5 separate regions of the Mus musculus genome follow, and all the other regions are linked to region 3. A link is a contact called in public HiChIP or PLAC-seq and promoter capture Hi-C data. All regions are on one chromosome and are shown on one strand. Each heading gives the region's core, a stretch centred on a gene start, on an enhancer-like site or on the middle of the called end of the contact. The rest is flanking DNA. Distances are from core to core; before and after follow the strand shown.

Region 1 (2,700 bases), core at 87-2,586, 910 kb after region 3:
AGCTTCAGAAAAAACAAACAAACAAACAAAACCCCAAAACACCAGGAGACGACTGGCTAACCCTACATAAACCATGAAAGGTGTCTGCTTGAAGCTGGGCCTCTCTAAACAACAGGTCAGAGCTACGCAACGATACAGCAAACACTGTCTTAACCAGAAACCTGCGCATTTCAGCTTCAGAAAAAACAAACAAACAAACAAAACCCCAAAACACCAGGAGACGACTGGCTAACCCTACATAAACCATGAAAGGTGTCTGCTTGAAGCTGGGCCTCTCTAAACAACAGGTCAGAGCTACGCACTAATTAAAGAAGGTTTATCTGAGTCCTGAGAACTCTTCCCCAACGAGAGGAACCTGGAGACCAAAGGAAGTTACATTCCAGGCAGAGGGACCTGAAAATGCAAAAACGCTGTGACATGCTGACTGACCATCTGTCTGTCCTGAGAGCCTGCAGTAGACTTGGGGAAGAGGAAGACTGTGGCTAGACCCACAGACTTCCCTAAGCTTTAGAGTCTAAAGGATAAATCTGAGAATAGCAGACGCCTGGCCTGCTCCAGAGTCACTCCTGACGGCTAATGTTTAGTAAGCACAAAATACTAGGTATATCCCTTTACTTGAGCCTGTTCTTGCCTCCCAGGTGTAGGTGTGGCCGGCTTGCTGAATGTGTAGATGACCACCCCCTCCAGTCCCCAAGGTCTGTCTCTTAAGCCGGAGCCCACAACTACACGGTCCATCTACCCTCCATCCAGACTCTTCAGAATCCTTAAACACAGCCACATAGAAGGTTGGCGACAAAGTGGCTGACGCATACTTTTGCTCTTCTAAGGCTATTCCGATGCGGTTCTCTAACACACTTTCTTTGGGCTTTTGTCTAATTCCAGCTCAAAAAAGGAAAAAAAATTGCTAAGGAGTTCCACCTTTCTTCATATTAGAAATTAACAATAGTCGTGAGGCCTAGAGTTCAGATCTGGAAACCAGAAAGCACTCCCAACGGACCATCTAGAGTCAGCTCTAGATGGCAGGAGGGTCGGGGCCTTCATCAGGCCTGGAGGAGAACGAGCCCAAAGTCCGGTGCCTACCAAAGGACAGAGATTTGCGGGGCAGGACGCACCGGAGCAGGAGTGCCCAGCCCAGGAGGCCGGAGGGACCGCACCCGCCCTCTCGCAGTGCGCCTGCGCCGGGCCTCCCCGCAGTCCGCCGAGTTCTGTAACTAATCCATGTAGACCCGGCTCCGGGTCTGGCGCGAGCCCACCAAGCCAAACGACCGCAGACTTGGGGTCCCGAGCTCGCCACACTCACCTGCATCTTGCCTTCAGTCACTCAAACCAGCCCTCTGCCCCAGCCCCTCCGCTCCTCTCCGCGCACGCGCGGCACCGCCCCCTCCGGTCTTCTCCCCGCCCCCAGGCACGAAAAGGGCGGAGCCAAGGAGGAAGTGAAGACTGGAGTCTGCGCCTGGTCCTCAGGAACCCGGGCGAAGGCTGAGAGCGTTGGAATGACAGGCCGTGCCTCCGGTGGGTGGGACTATAGGGTGACGTCATTCGGGCCATGTCCAGGCGCTACCTTGTTAGGGAAAGTGGCTGGTTGTTTGGGGCTGACCCGAGGTAAGCATAGGTTCTGCGACTTCCCGGGCCGCCAATCGGAGCCTGTCGGAAGCAGAATTGCCTGACAGTGACCCGATGCTAGGATTAAAAGTGACCCGGGTCACCTGGAGGTCACACACCTTCTCTGTTGAATGGGATGAATTGCTTATTGGGTTTGTTTACTGAGCTCACTGGGTTTGTTTAGAGCATAGTCTAACCTCTGCGGTTACAGCATCAGATTTGAGAAACCGGTGGAGTGGGGAACGCCTGGGCTCCACGCCCCTTCACCCTCACAAAAGGAAAAGGCCACAGTGAGAATCATTTTCTCTGGTTAATACCAGACTCGTGTGACCCTGAGCAAAAGCACAGGCTCCAGGGCGATCCACAGCATTCGGAGCTGGAACTGAGAGCACGGGAGTTAAAAGGCCTTCCACAGCCCTGGACTACCTTGCTGCCTCTGCTCAAGCACACACCGTGGGTACACTTTGGAATTACCAAGGAGCTTTCAAAACTGCAGGTGTCTAGGTGTGGTAGTTCACATCTATAATTCCAATACTCAGGAGACCCAGCCAGGGCTAGAGAGTGAACCTCTGTCTATAAAAACAAACAAAAACTACAGTTACACTAAGGTGTTATTTCCAGACAACTTAAATCCCTGCAGCTGAGGACTCGGAACTGATAATTTCTGGGGAATAATCACTAATATAGAAAAAAAATTACACTATTCCCTGAAAAAAACAAGGAGCATGGATTTAATTTAACCCAACACATTCCAACCAGATTACAGACAGACCTTTTAAAGTGTTAATTAATTTGCCTAGTGTTGTGAATGAATTTTCCCAGTTTTCACTTCCAAAATCAGTTTGTGAGATAGTTTAACTTGAGGGACTTTGATCACAGGCTTCTCTCCACCGCACAGCAGTAAAGCAGGTGTGGTTTGCCCTTTCCTTGCTCCAGGTGGATCCACTGAAAGATGTATCCTGGTGTATTGGAAATAATGTTCCCAGTTGCTTTTTACAGCAGGTGTGCTTCAGAACAATCCCCTGTTAACTCATTGTCTTGACTTTTGGTTTTATTACATTGACTACAACATGGATAAAGTCTTTAACTGAATACACA
Region 2 (2,700 bases), core at 27-2,526, 610 kb before region 3:
TTCTGTAAAACATGTGTGCTGTCATTCTTATTGTCCCAGTAGAAAACCAAATGTTGCATCACTCATAGCAACGGTGCCCGTTATGAAACAATGACCACATACCTGTTCAGTAGTAGAAGGGAGAATCATATCTGGAGGAAGAGGGTTTCAAAGTTTCTCATCTTGCCACCACTATTCGCCTTCTCTACAGAAGGAGGTCGGAGGCCGGTGAGATGATCTGAAGATCTGCAAGGTCTCTTTCCTAAAATTTTCCAGAAGGCTTTTATTTAAAAATTCTCTCTTTTTCTCAGAAGCAGAAAAAGTTAGCCTGAAGTTATTCAAAAGATACCCAATTTGACCATATTTTAGAGTAATAATGAGCTAAGTTTTTCAAAGAACAAAGCTTTTGCTGGGAGGAGAAAAATGAAAGCTGTGAATGAATCACCAGGAAGCCTCTCAGTCCTGTGCACACCCTTAAAGTACAAATAAAAAAGAGATGCTATGGCCTAGTCTAATAATTGCAGTAGTCAAAGAATACTGATAATGCTCACATGGTCCATAGCAGCTTGTTCAGTGCTTGCCTCCAAAGATGGACAAGTAATGTGGCCATTCAGATTTGACCCGCATTTGATTGAATCCCTCTATAATCCTTTCAATAAAATGTAAGAATCACTGTTTAAAACAAAGGTTTACTTTGTAACTAGTCACTTATACAAGTTAAGGTTAAAACCGACACTGAGATACAAATGTTGCTGCCTAATAGCACACCTGTGATTAAAAATATTCCACAAAAAGCAACTCTTTAGCAATTCACTTTTTAAGTCCTTTAAAAATATATATTAGGGGTTAAGGAATCTAGGGAAAGAATATTCTGGTCTCTTACCTTTGTTTCCTGCTCTTACATACACAACAAATAAAGAAATTCAAGTCTTTATGTCAGTGAATGCCAGCTTGTGCATCTGAAAAAAAAAGTGTGAAAAACACCCATTTTCAAAGGGTTCTGCTACATTTTTTTTTCTTAGCAAGAGAGTTACTTGAAGAAGATTTAAGGACTATCCAACCCATACAGTTTTGAAATAATAAGTTATACCTGGACAGAAAAGGACAACCTTGGAATTTTGTAAAGGACCTCTGGTGTTGGAAAATGCCCAGTCATAACAAAGGAGAAATGAAGTAAACTACCTTTATCCACGGAAGAAAACTCCTGAAATAAAGCATTCAAAGCTGTCCTCTGGCCAGCCTCCTTGACAAGAAAGGGGTTGTGGTTAGGTTTAGTTGAAATGGTGAGTAAGCCTGCTTCCTTTACAGGAATTTCCTGTACCAAATGTTAACATTCGACACGGTTTCTCAACAGGGGAGTTCTTTTTTACTTCCTCCTCCTCCTCTTCCTCCTCCCCCTTCTTCTAAAACAAGCACTGCCAACCTTGCCTTTCATTTCAAACCTAAAGGCTTTCTTCTGATGAACTCTCTCTCTCCAGCATCACTTTTACAGAGCAATAATTTATCAATGAGGAGAGTGATATAACCGTAGCTTTGAAAGGCTCGGAGGCTATGCTTGTGCACCGTGGAATGCCTAATTAAGAACTGCACTGTAATTAAAACAATTTAGAGGACCGTGAGACCACACTAGTCCCAAAGCCTCTTAATTAAACGGAGCCTATTCTCCCCATAAAGACAAGCTGAAGCAGCGGGGCACAGCAAACCATGGGGATTGTTTCAGCACAAGGCTGGAGAAGAGCATAAAATAAAAGCAGAGCCCAAGTTCATGTCAGAGTGGGGGCAAGGTAAGTGTTGACCTGAGGTGAAGGTGAAAATCTAAGAGAAGAGTTAGCAACTGAGGGCAGGTCTAAGCCAATAAATAAATAGATAAATAAATAAATAAAATCATGTATTCATGCTAATTGTGGAACTAGCTCAAATCCCAAAAGGATTTGAGGTTTTCCTACCACCTATTGCAGGTTCAGAGGAAAGCACATGAGGGCACATGAGCTTAGACTCCCAGGGTGTGACAGGGACAGCCCAGTAATCCAAAATCTAAATGGGATTAAAGGAGGAATACTGAGGATGAAGGGGAAACGGATAGACCAGGCATTGTTCATGATAATGGTTTAATTCAGGCTGAGGTACATTCAGAGTGCCTGGGCGTTGGGAGTGTCCTTATCAAACCTCAGAGATCTGAATATAGACCTTAAAGTTAAGCCCAAAGTTACTGCCAGTGTGGTCTCCTGAAGTGAATTCATCAACAGCTTTTCCTTCGAAGCTTAATGTGTCCTTTATAAACTGTTTTTGGAAGAGAAAAGCAGGACATCATGAACCACAGGAGATTTGGGATCAGATGAAGGTCTTAGTCACCACAGGAAACTCAGGCTTTAACACTTGGTACAAGTAAAATCATTGCGGAGCACCCTCATGAATAGAGAGAGCTGACCTGTGGAACAGAAGAGGAGACAGTGTAGAAACAAGTCTAACTGTGTGTGGAAATTTTTAAAAATAGGAAAGAGCATCACAAACTAGACGTAGTGTGGTAACTTAGGTCGCCCTATGGAAAACTACGCAACAAATTCTCCACTCGCACCACACAACAGACTATGTTCCAAATGGACTCAGATCTTTTTACTTAAATTTATTTTTTTAAATTTTTTAATGTTTGCAAATAAATTAAAGTATAATTACAACACGTTTCCTCTTCCCTTGGCATTCCTCTTATCTGATTATTATGCC
Region 3 (2,700 bases), core at 117-2,616:
TCTGGCATCCTCTCTACTCCTTGCTCTCTCTCCTCCCAGCCATCTCAATTACACAGCTGTCACAAAGGTTATTCCTGGAATTCACATTTTATAATCCCCACACTGTAATTCCTCCTGTTCCCGTGGCCCAAAAGCACACTCCCCCGCCCGCTTCCCCAAGATACTGTCCACTAGAACAGGGTATGCTGGCCAAGCTTTAAAATCAGTACCAGGTAACGCTAGCCTCCCCAAGTTGGAGCCTACGGCAAGCACTCCGAAGGCAGAAGCACGATGACATGTCTCAAGAATACCAAGGCAGTGGCTGAGTGGAGTCATAGGCAAGGCCTGTCTACACCGAATTTTAATTCACGGACAAACGCAAACGCATGAAGGCCAGATTTGGAGGAAAGGGGGTTTGGGGGGAGACCCTGTGGTCACCCTCGAACACAAAATTCCTTTTCTATTTTGCTAAAGCCAAGTGCATGCCTAACAGTGTAGCTTATTTCCTTTATCTCAAAGCCAGGAAATGAGGTCTTTTAAGGCCAGTCTGAACACAGGCAAAAAAACAAAAAAGAAAAAGAAAAAAAAAGAAAAGCCAGGCGAAACCCCCTTTCCCAACTTTGGCCAGGCGGCACGGCCTGCAGTCAGCAGCGTTTCGTCACCCTTTCCCTCGTCCCCTAAGAAGTTTCTCCACGCCACGGGGAACAAAGGCGCCCCACACCGACCTTATAGACTTGTCCATAGGTGCCATTTCCAACCACTTCCACCAGCTCAAAAATCCCAGCAGGGTCCTGGAGAGAGAGGAGGGGGAGGTTATCAACTCAAAAGAGGGACCCCAACCGAGGAGGGCGAGAGGGCGGAGGGAGGGATGCAGGGCGGTGACAAAGGCTCGCCCCGCCGGGTCCCCGGGAGCGCCGTGGCACCCGCCCGCCCGCTCGCCCGGCAGACAAAGGGGCCGCCGCGCCCGCGGGTGTCCGTGTCCACCGCGGCGCGCAGGGCGCGGCCGCACTCACCCGCAGGGACGACAGGTCAATGTCCACCAGGCTCTTCGCGGGAGAGTCGTTCGCCATCTTCCCCGGGTCGCCGCTCCGGGAGCGGGCGAGAGAGCGAGAGACGGGCAGGGGCTCGGCGGCGCCGGGGCTCGGGCCGCACGGGCAGGCCGCCGCCGCCCGGGCGGCTTGTCGTCCGGTCGGAGCGGAGCGCGGCGCGGAGAGCGCTGGCCGCGGAGCTCACACCATGGCTTGGCGGTCCTCCCTCGGCCCCCACCCGCCCCCCGGGCGTCGCCCGCCGCCTCAGGCCCCGGCGCCCCGCGCGCGCGCGCCTGCACGAGCGGCCCGGAGCTGGGGCCGGAGAGCGCGGCGAGCGAGCGAGCGCGAGGCCGCGAGACAAAGATGCCGCGGGAGGCGGGGGCGGGGGCGGGGACGCGGGGCACCGACCGGCGCCGCTGAGGAGGGGCGAGCGACTCCCCCGCCCCCTCCGCCGGGAGAGCGGGCGGAACCCGGCCCTCGCCCTCGCTCGCTCGCCGCCCGCCCGCGTGAATATTCAGCAGGGGTGGGGCTCGAACAATGGCCGGGCGGCCGGCCCTCCGCGGATGGTGGCCCGGCCCGGGGTGGGGCCGGGAGCCCTCGGGGCCTTCCCGGAGGAAGTGCGGGGCGCGGCGGAACACCCCAGCCTCCGCTAACAATGAATGAAAGACTCGGAGCGCCCCGGCGGCCCCGTGGACACCCCACCCGCGCCGCTCGCCCGGGAGAGGGTGTGCCAGGACGCGCCGGGGTCGGGCCTCGGACCCCTCCGCCGCCTACGGCCGGTCGGTCCCGTAGACCCTCGTTTCCTTTTTACCCCCCAAGGGGTGTTCCTCTCCTTTCTCCTTTCCTGTCTCAGTTTGTGGCTTGGTTGCTGCTGGAGGATTCGCTGAGCATCACTTGACCGTCCGGGAGAATCCAAAACAGTCGCTGTGATTGCTCGCTGCTGTGTTCCCCGAGCCAGTTTGGCCCATGGGAGGGAGGGCGGACGGGCGAGCCCTCTGCTCGGGATCTAAAACCCTGACAGTACCTGGATGGAGATCACCACGGGTCACCAAACAGGCTTCTTCCAGCATGCCACAGCAAGTCAGCTAGGCAGTTCAACTACTGTCCCTCTTTATCACGTCCCAGGACCAGCCAAAAACATGTTTAGTGACTCCCTGTTACCTCACAGCGGGTGTTCTCAACAGTATCCCAGAATGGCCAGGTACAAGATCGCTGTAAAATTGCTTGACTCCCACATGTAGAAGGCCTAGAATGGGCCTGATAAGTTAAGAGATGAAGCTAAGCTTGGTGTTACATGGCGCCCCCCAAAATCCACTGTTTCATGGGCATCTAGTTGTCAATAACGTTCTGCACCTCCCTCCCCACACACTCCACACTGTTCTGATTTAAGCAGTACACACCTTATAGCCTCGGAGTAGAAAACCCCCAATACTGCAATTGTTGTACTCAAACCCTAAAGACCCTAGCCTAGAGAGGAGCGAGCATACTCTCCACTTCGGCCTATACCCAGAGTTCAAGTCGCTGCCCCCAGAGAATGTCCAGCGCTCTTCTGCTTGGGTTACGTTCTAAGATGTTTGACATGAGACTCCATTGTAGAGTGAAATTATATTCGGAACTCCCAATATCTGTTCCTTAGGAAACGCACAGGAACAAAAATGTTGGTGAATTTGTTAGCGCTTGTCTGGTTTGGCTT
Region 4 (2,700 bases), core at 168-2,667, 530 kb after region 3:
AAAAGTGGGGCTGCCGCAGTCAGTGAGTAGATCTCAGAGGGCAGACCTAGCACTGGGCTCAACTACTACCCGAATGAATGAGACAGGGAAAGCAAGGAGTGGAACAAAGCAGAGGCTTGGTTTACACCACAATGGGGACCAAGAAATTACCAAAGAATGAAGGAGGCTAGAGATTCTCACATAGGGCCTTATCAACAAAATACAAAAGGCCTGGGGGGGGGGTACGACTCGCTTCTACAATGCTCTATTCAAGGCTGCTTTTAAAGAGTACCTTTCACCTGAGAGCGACTCTTCCTTCCACATACTGGGCAACACCCACACCACCTTTAACTTGTGGCCTACTTTCACTTTGTCACAGGCCTAAATAGTGCTTCATAGTGCTTAATATGCCCAACCATAGAGGAAGGAACGTGGCCGACCACCAGCAGTATTCATACCGGGCAAAGACCTTGGGGCAACCCACTAGGTGCAGACACACATTTCAACCCGGCAAAATCTCTCCGAAAATACTAAACCATCAAGTCCAAGAACTCAAGCTCTAGGGCTGGAACGCAAATGCAGATAGGTCGTGTACAAATAAGGACCGCAATCACTCTCTGTAACCGCCACTTTACTACAACTTGCCCCGAATTTGCACAAATCTGTATAATCGGACGACGAAAAAAAAAATCGTATTTCGCACTTGAGGTAGTAACCGGCCACTTTCCTGCAGCGTACAAGTCACTGACTTTCCTTTTACACGTCCGGATTACCAGAACTCACGTTTTAGCACCACCAACCTTCCCCAAGTCTAACCGCTCCCTCAAACTCCATCACAGCCTCCAGTCTCCATTTCCTAGCCGGTTGCCGTGCAAGCCAAACCCCGCACACCTTCCACGTACACACAACCACACCGGAATAAACCCGCTTGCCCTCTAGAGCACCCAGTCTGTAAGCAAGGCTCGCGGGTGACAGCCCAGCCCGGCCGGAGCCCGAAGGGGGTCGCGGGCCACACCGCCCGCCCGGTACTCACACTCCATGGATGCGCTTGTGAATGTTGATGGTGTATTCTCGGGTCACCACCTCGTTGATGGCAGAACGGCCCTTCTTCTTCTCGCCACCCTTCTTTGCGGGAGCCATCTAGACGCAGGCGACAGGGAGGGAGGCTCTAAGCAGGTAGTGGGAAAGCCCAAGCCCGAGCTAAGGTGCACCCGTACCCCGCAGGCCGTCCTCCCACCGCCCCGGACCGCAGAGCCTCCGCGCGGCGCGGGACAAACCCCACCGAGCCTGCCCGTCCCGCGCCGGGCGCGGATGGCGCCGGATTTCAGAGCCGCGACCCCGCAGCCATACTCACTCTGCCGGGCCCAAGTAGGAAAGGAAGGGCGCGAGGGTTTGTGGGAGGGAAAGTCGCGTAGCCGTACAACTTCCGGGTCACGGGGAGGCGAGGAGGAAGAGGTGTGGCGAGGGAAGTTAGGAGTTAGGCTGGGGCGTAAATACAGCGCGCGTCAGGGGCGGAGCGAGCGGCATGGGGCGGACCCAGGGCGGGCCCAGGGCGGGGTCGATCTTGTCAGTCTTCTTGCAATCTGCCTTGAGCAGTGGAGGTGCGGGATGGGATTTAAATCCCAACCCGAACCCGGATTCGGAACGCCCGGCCGGGAGGGAAGATACTCCAGTTTTTCGGGTGCACTCGCTCACTCACTCTACGTTTGTTTAATCTATTAGATACTGTGCTTGGCGGAAGGTCCCCGGAATGACCGAGACGACAACAAAAGAATTTATTTTCCAAGTCGAAAATGCCCACGGAAATGCCAGGCACGTCCGTAGAAAATAGATCTCCGAATCTAAACATGTCCGAATAGCCTGTCTATTGGAGTTTCAGCAATGAGCAAGTTTCAGGATCTCACAGGCAAGAAGACAGGCAGGCAGAAACTCCACGATCTTACAAGGAACCTATGTCTCTGCCTCCTTTGGCTAAGGGATGCTGGGGCCTTTGGATTCCCCAAAGGTCAGACTTGGGGTGGACAGGCAACTGCTCTCTCTCTCTTAAGAAAATAGTGTCCACAGCCACGTGTGGTGGTGCACACCTGTGATCCCAGAACTTTGTGGGTTGAGTTAGGTGATCAGGAGTTCGAGATATCCTTGACTGTAGTGGGCTAAACACGCTTGACAATATCTGATGACTTCTCAGTGGGGCTAGGAGGAAAGGAGCAGACAGGCTCGGTTCTAGTTCTTAGAGAATCCAAACCAGAAGGGGTTCTATGGGAGTGCTGATTGGTACTGGGGTTGAGCTCAGAAAATTGCAACGCAATCTCCCAAGCAGAGCCACTCAAAAATAATTTAAAAGGAAGTCTGGAGCGATGCATTCAGGAGGCAGAGCAAGAGGATGCCAAATTAAGGACGGACTACACAGAGGCCAGTCTTGGCTACACAATGAGACTAGATCCAAGAGTAAGGGGAGGAGAGAGGGAAGGGGAGAGTAGAGACTGAGGGAGGGAGAGGGAGGAAGGGCTATAAAGAGAATATGAAAATGTGAATTTGGGATCTTTAGCAAGAAGACAGAGGAGCCCACTAGTCAGAGTGTGCTGACTTGAGCAAGAAATGATAATTAGTTATGGTTAATAAATAATGGTTAATTAGAAAAGCTGAGTTTATAAAAGGCTGTGAGTTCCTGACTTCATACTAAAAGTAAAACATGAATAATTTAAGGAGTCAATAAACTAG
Region 5 (2,779 bases), core at 9-2,508, 710 kb after region 3:
GGGGAAATGGCAAAAGAGTAGACTGCTGGGAAACACCAGTACCTCAACTGGTTCATATCTGTCAGTAACGAAAAATTTGCTTTGTAAAATAGTGGCCCAGATCGCAATATCTCTTTTAAAAACAGGATTATATTTATTTAGGGGCTATTTAAAAAGAGATTGGAGGTTATTTCTGGCAACGTTTTCCTTCAGAGAAATTTTAGCAGCAGGAAGGAAGATCAAGCCAGTATTTGCTCTTGAGTCTGAAGGGTGCCTTCCAGGGCTGGCCGTTTTTCATGCAAGCCATAATTAGTTGGCCAGTTCGCTGGATGGGGACTTCTCTGTGAAGAGAGAGACAGGAAGGTGTTGACAGAGCTGAGTCCTGCCAGGAACTGCTTCAGGACTAACTACCTGGAAAGTCCAAATGGGAAATCCCTCCTATAAAAGAAAACCCTATTAAGGATAATAGAGTTCTAGTGATTGAGACAGACTAGCTGTCTCCGCCGACGCAGTTAATAACGACTCAATATTCACCTGTAAAGAAGCAAGCTAACCGCGAACTAGGGGCGGATCCTAACGCAATGGATAGAGAAAAAAAAACCCTAAGCTGGGGCCTCTAGGACCCTTGCAACACCTGTTGAACGCTACAGCCTACAACTTTACGAACTAAAGACTCCCGGATTTAACCTTAGGAGATTCTAGAGTCGGTGGAAATGCGCGTGTATGCTTAAGGTTTCCATCTTGCCTTGTCAACAAAACTGGTTACTAATTATTTATGAACCACAGAGCCGAAAACAAACTTTCTTACCTTAAGCAGTTAAGGAGAGGCGGGCAGAGGGGGGAGGCTGGCTTTGAATTGAGCCTCTTGGTACCTGTCCCTGCCCCCTGCTTCCCACCCTAAGTGGCTTTTTAGAAAAGTCAAGGTCGCACCCCTCCTCTACTTGGGGAGGGGGCACACCTCCCACTAAAACAATGTTGTAGCATCCAACCCGGGGAGTCCCAGGAGCGCAGAGCTGTCTAAGCACAAAGACTGGGCTTTCAGTCCAGCCCTAAGCCAAGTCAGACCCAGGAACGTAGTGACACAAGGGCCCGGCCAGGCAACCACACTCTCCAGGCGTCCCGGGCTCCCTACGCTTCGGGATGCCTGCGGTGGGGCTCTGGAAGGGCAGCGGGCAATCTTGAAAGCTTCTGTCCGGGCACGCAGTACCCCTCTAGCACCCTCGGAGGACCCCCGAATCCCGATGTTTGGGGTGCCTAGTCCTCTCTCTTGGCGAGCAGCTCCGGGAGCCCACCGTCTGTCTGGCTGCAGCGGTTGGCAGGACCCGAAGCCCAGGGCGGCAGGACCCGGAGTGCGCAGGACTCACCTCCCCGCGCCCCAACCCCCGGGTGCCTGCGCTGCGCAGCCTCGCGCGGTGTCGCGCCCGAGCGTCCCTCCCTGCCCCGCGCGTCCCCAGCGCTAGCGAGCAGGTGACCAGAGCCGCGAGCCACGCGCACGTATTCCCACCCGAGATCGTGCGTCCCCAAGCGCGGTGGCCTCTTACCTCCGAGCGGGCCGGGGCGGCCCCGCCAGGCCGGGCACCGACTGGGCCGGGGAGACGCGCCTCCCGCCGCCGCGGGGAGCCGGGGCGGCAGGCGGGCTCGGGGAGCTTCTCCCGGGCGGCGGCGGGAGGCGCTGCTCTCGCCGCTGCCGCCGGGGTCTCGGGGCTCCGCGGCCGCTGCGCGGGTCCCTCGGGTCCTGCGGAAAAGCCCGCCGCTCGCGCCGCAAACTCTTGGGCGCGTAGAGCTGGGGACCGCCGCCACCTCCCCGCCCCGCTGCCGCCTCCTCCTCCTCCCTCTTCTCTTTCTCCTCCTCCTCCCGCTCCCCTTCCTCCTCCTCCTCCTCCTCTTCCTCTTAAGCCTCCAGGCTCCGGCGGCTACCCGCTCCCCCCACCCCCCTACGGTCCAAACCCAGTGTGAGCCGCGCACTCAGCGCGTGCCGCAGGGACGCGGACCCTGCGACCCCCCGGCGACTCTCGGCGGGGCAGACACCGGTGCGCCCCCAGGGCCTCTGCGAGTCCTGCGGGGCTGCTTGGGGAGGGGGGTGTGGGGGTATCGACGTGGGGGTCCGGCCAGTCTGGTCCGGACTGGGCGCGGTGGAAGGGGGAGACTGTGCTTAGTGCGGAACCTGGAAGAGGGGAGGCGAGCTTGACATTTGAGGAGCTGCCGGCCAGGGTCCTGCTAAAGTTGTCACTAGGGGGGTAGCAAAGAATCCGTGCCCCGGGTAAATGGGAATCATCTCAGTGCCCACTGCCACTGTGCTGTCACGGGGTGGGGGTGTTTGCTAGAATGTGATTGTCTTGTCCCCCTCGCCCACGCCGACCTCTAAGGGCAGGCCTCTGCGCTTCCGTGACTCAGGTTACTGGGGACGTGGGTGGGTGAGGGAACACCAGGTGAGAAGAAGGGTCCTGGGATGTGAGAGTGAACGCTGTTCGTGGAATATAGCAGCGGTTGCTAGGGAGGAACGCTCGGTGCCTCCTCCAGGGCGAGCTTAACTGGTCAGGAAAATGGGTCAAGGATCGGCAAGAACCCGCTAAATGTCCCCTTGTAACCCCAGGGCCACAGGTCGGGGGCTGCGGCCAGGAGGCGCCCTAGGAGCAGCGCCGGGCCTCTCCCTCCCCGCCCCCACTGCCCTCTCTCCTTTTGCACCAGTGCAGGAAATGTTCCACTGACCTACATATTTTTCCAAACATACGTGACCTTTTTTTTTTTTCCTGTGGGAGGAGACAGGCGAGAATCCAAGAAAAAGAGAAGCTGTAGAGAG

The links. Promoter capture Hi-C pulls out the DNA fragments that hold promoters and counts their contacts. HiChIP or PLAC-seq counts read pairs in DNA pulled down with a chosen protein or histone mark.
Region 1: a promoter capture Hi-C map of pre-B cells shows a contact between it and region 3. The contact joins the promoter of Pdcl3 here to the promoter of Map4k4 in region 3. A contact is called at or near these places in 1 of 39 promoter capture datasets (pre-B cells) and 2 of 9 other capture datasets (adipose tissue and liver).
Region 2: a contact with region 3 is called in an H3K4me3 HiChIP or PLAC-seq map of bone marrow-derived macrophages, with 6 times the contacts expected there. The contact joins the promoter of Il18rap here to the promoter of Map4k4 in region 3. A contact is called at or near these places in 4 of 39 promoter capture datasets (the HPC-7 cell line, HPC-7-derived erythroid cells, hippocampal neurons and 2 more) and 3 of 115 datasets of contacts at active chromatin or transcription factors (bone marrow-derived macrophages, effector CD8 T cells and memory CD8 T cells).
Region 4: a contact with region 3 is called in a promoter capture Hi-C map of pre-B cells, with 3 times the contacts expected there. The contact joins the promoter of Rpl31 here to the promoter of Map4k4 in region 3. A contact is called at or near these places in 2 of 39 promoter capture datasets (pre-B cells and second pharyngeal arch cranial neural crest), 4 of 484 Hi-C or Micro-C datasets (embryonic stem cells and epidermal suprabasal cells), 1 of 115 datasets of contacts at active chromatin or transcription factors (memory CD8 T cells) and 2 of 9 other capture datasets (adipose tissue and liver).
Region 5: a contact with region 3 is called in a promoter capture Hi-C map of embryonic stem cells. The contact joins the promoter of Npas2 here to the promoter of Map4k4 in region 3. A contact is called at or near these places in 3 of 39 promoter capture datasets (embryonic stem cells and liver), 2 of 484 Hi-C or Micro-C datasets (both in embryonic stem cells) and 1 of 115 datasets of contacts at active chromatin or transcription factors (memory CD8 T cells).

The regions. Positions count from the first base shown.
Region 1 is chr1:38,986,450-38,989,149 of GRCm38.p6, reverse strand. It overlaps Pdcl3 (phosducin-like 3), which reads right to left and starts at 1,336. Exons shown (of 6, transcript NM_026850.4): 1 at 1,301-1,336. The coding sequence starts at 1,306.
Region 2 is chr1:40,513,938-40,516,637 of GRCm38.p6, reverse strand. Il18rap (interleukin 18 receptor accessory protein) reads right to left here and starts at 1,276. Exons shown (of 13, transcript NM_010553.4): 1 at 1,162-1,276; 2 at 863-938; 3 at 103-241.
Region 3 is chr1:39,899,579-39,902,278 of GRCm38.p6, reverse strand. Map4k4 (mitogen-activated protein kinase kinase kinase kinase 4) reads right to left here and starts at 1,366. Exons shown (of 32, transcript NM_001252200.1): 1 at 993-1,366; 2 at 705-770. The coding sequence starts at 1,049.
Region 4 is chr1:39,366,568-39,369,267 of GRCm38.p6, reverse strand. Rpl31 (ribosomal protein L31) reads right to left here and starts at 1,417. Exons shown (of 4, transcript NM_001252218.1): 1 at 1,013-1,417. The coding sequence starts at 1,119.
Region 5 is chr1:39,192,751-39,195,529 of GRCm38.p6, reverse strand. It overlaps Npas2 (neuronal PAS domain protein 2), which reads right to left and starts at 1,258. Exons shown (of 21, transcript NM_008719.2): 1 at 788-1,258.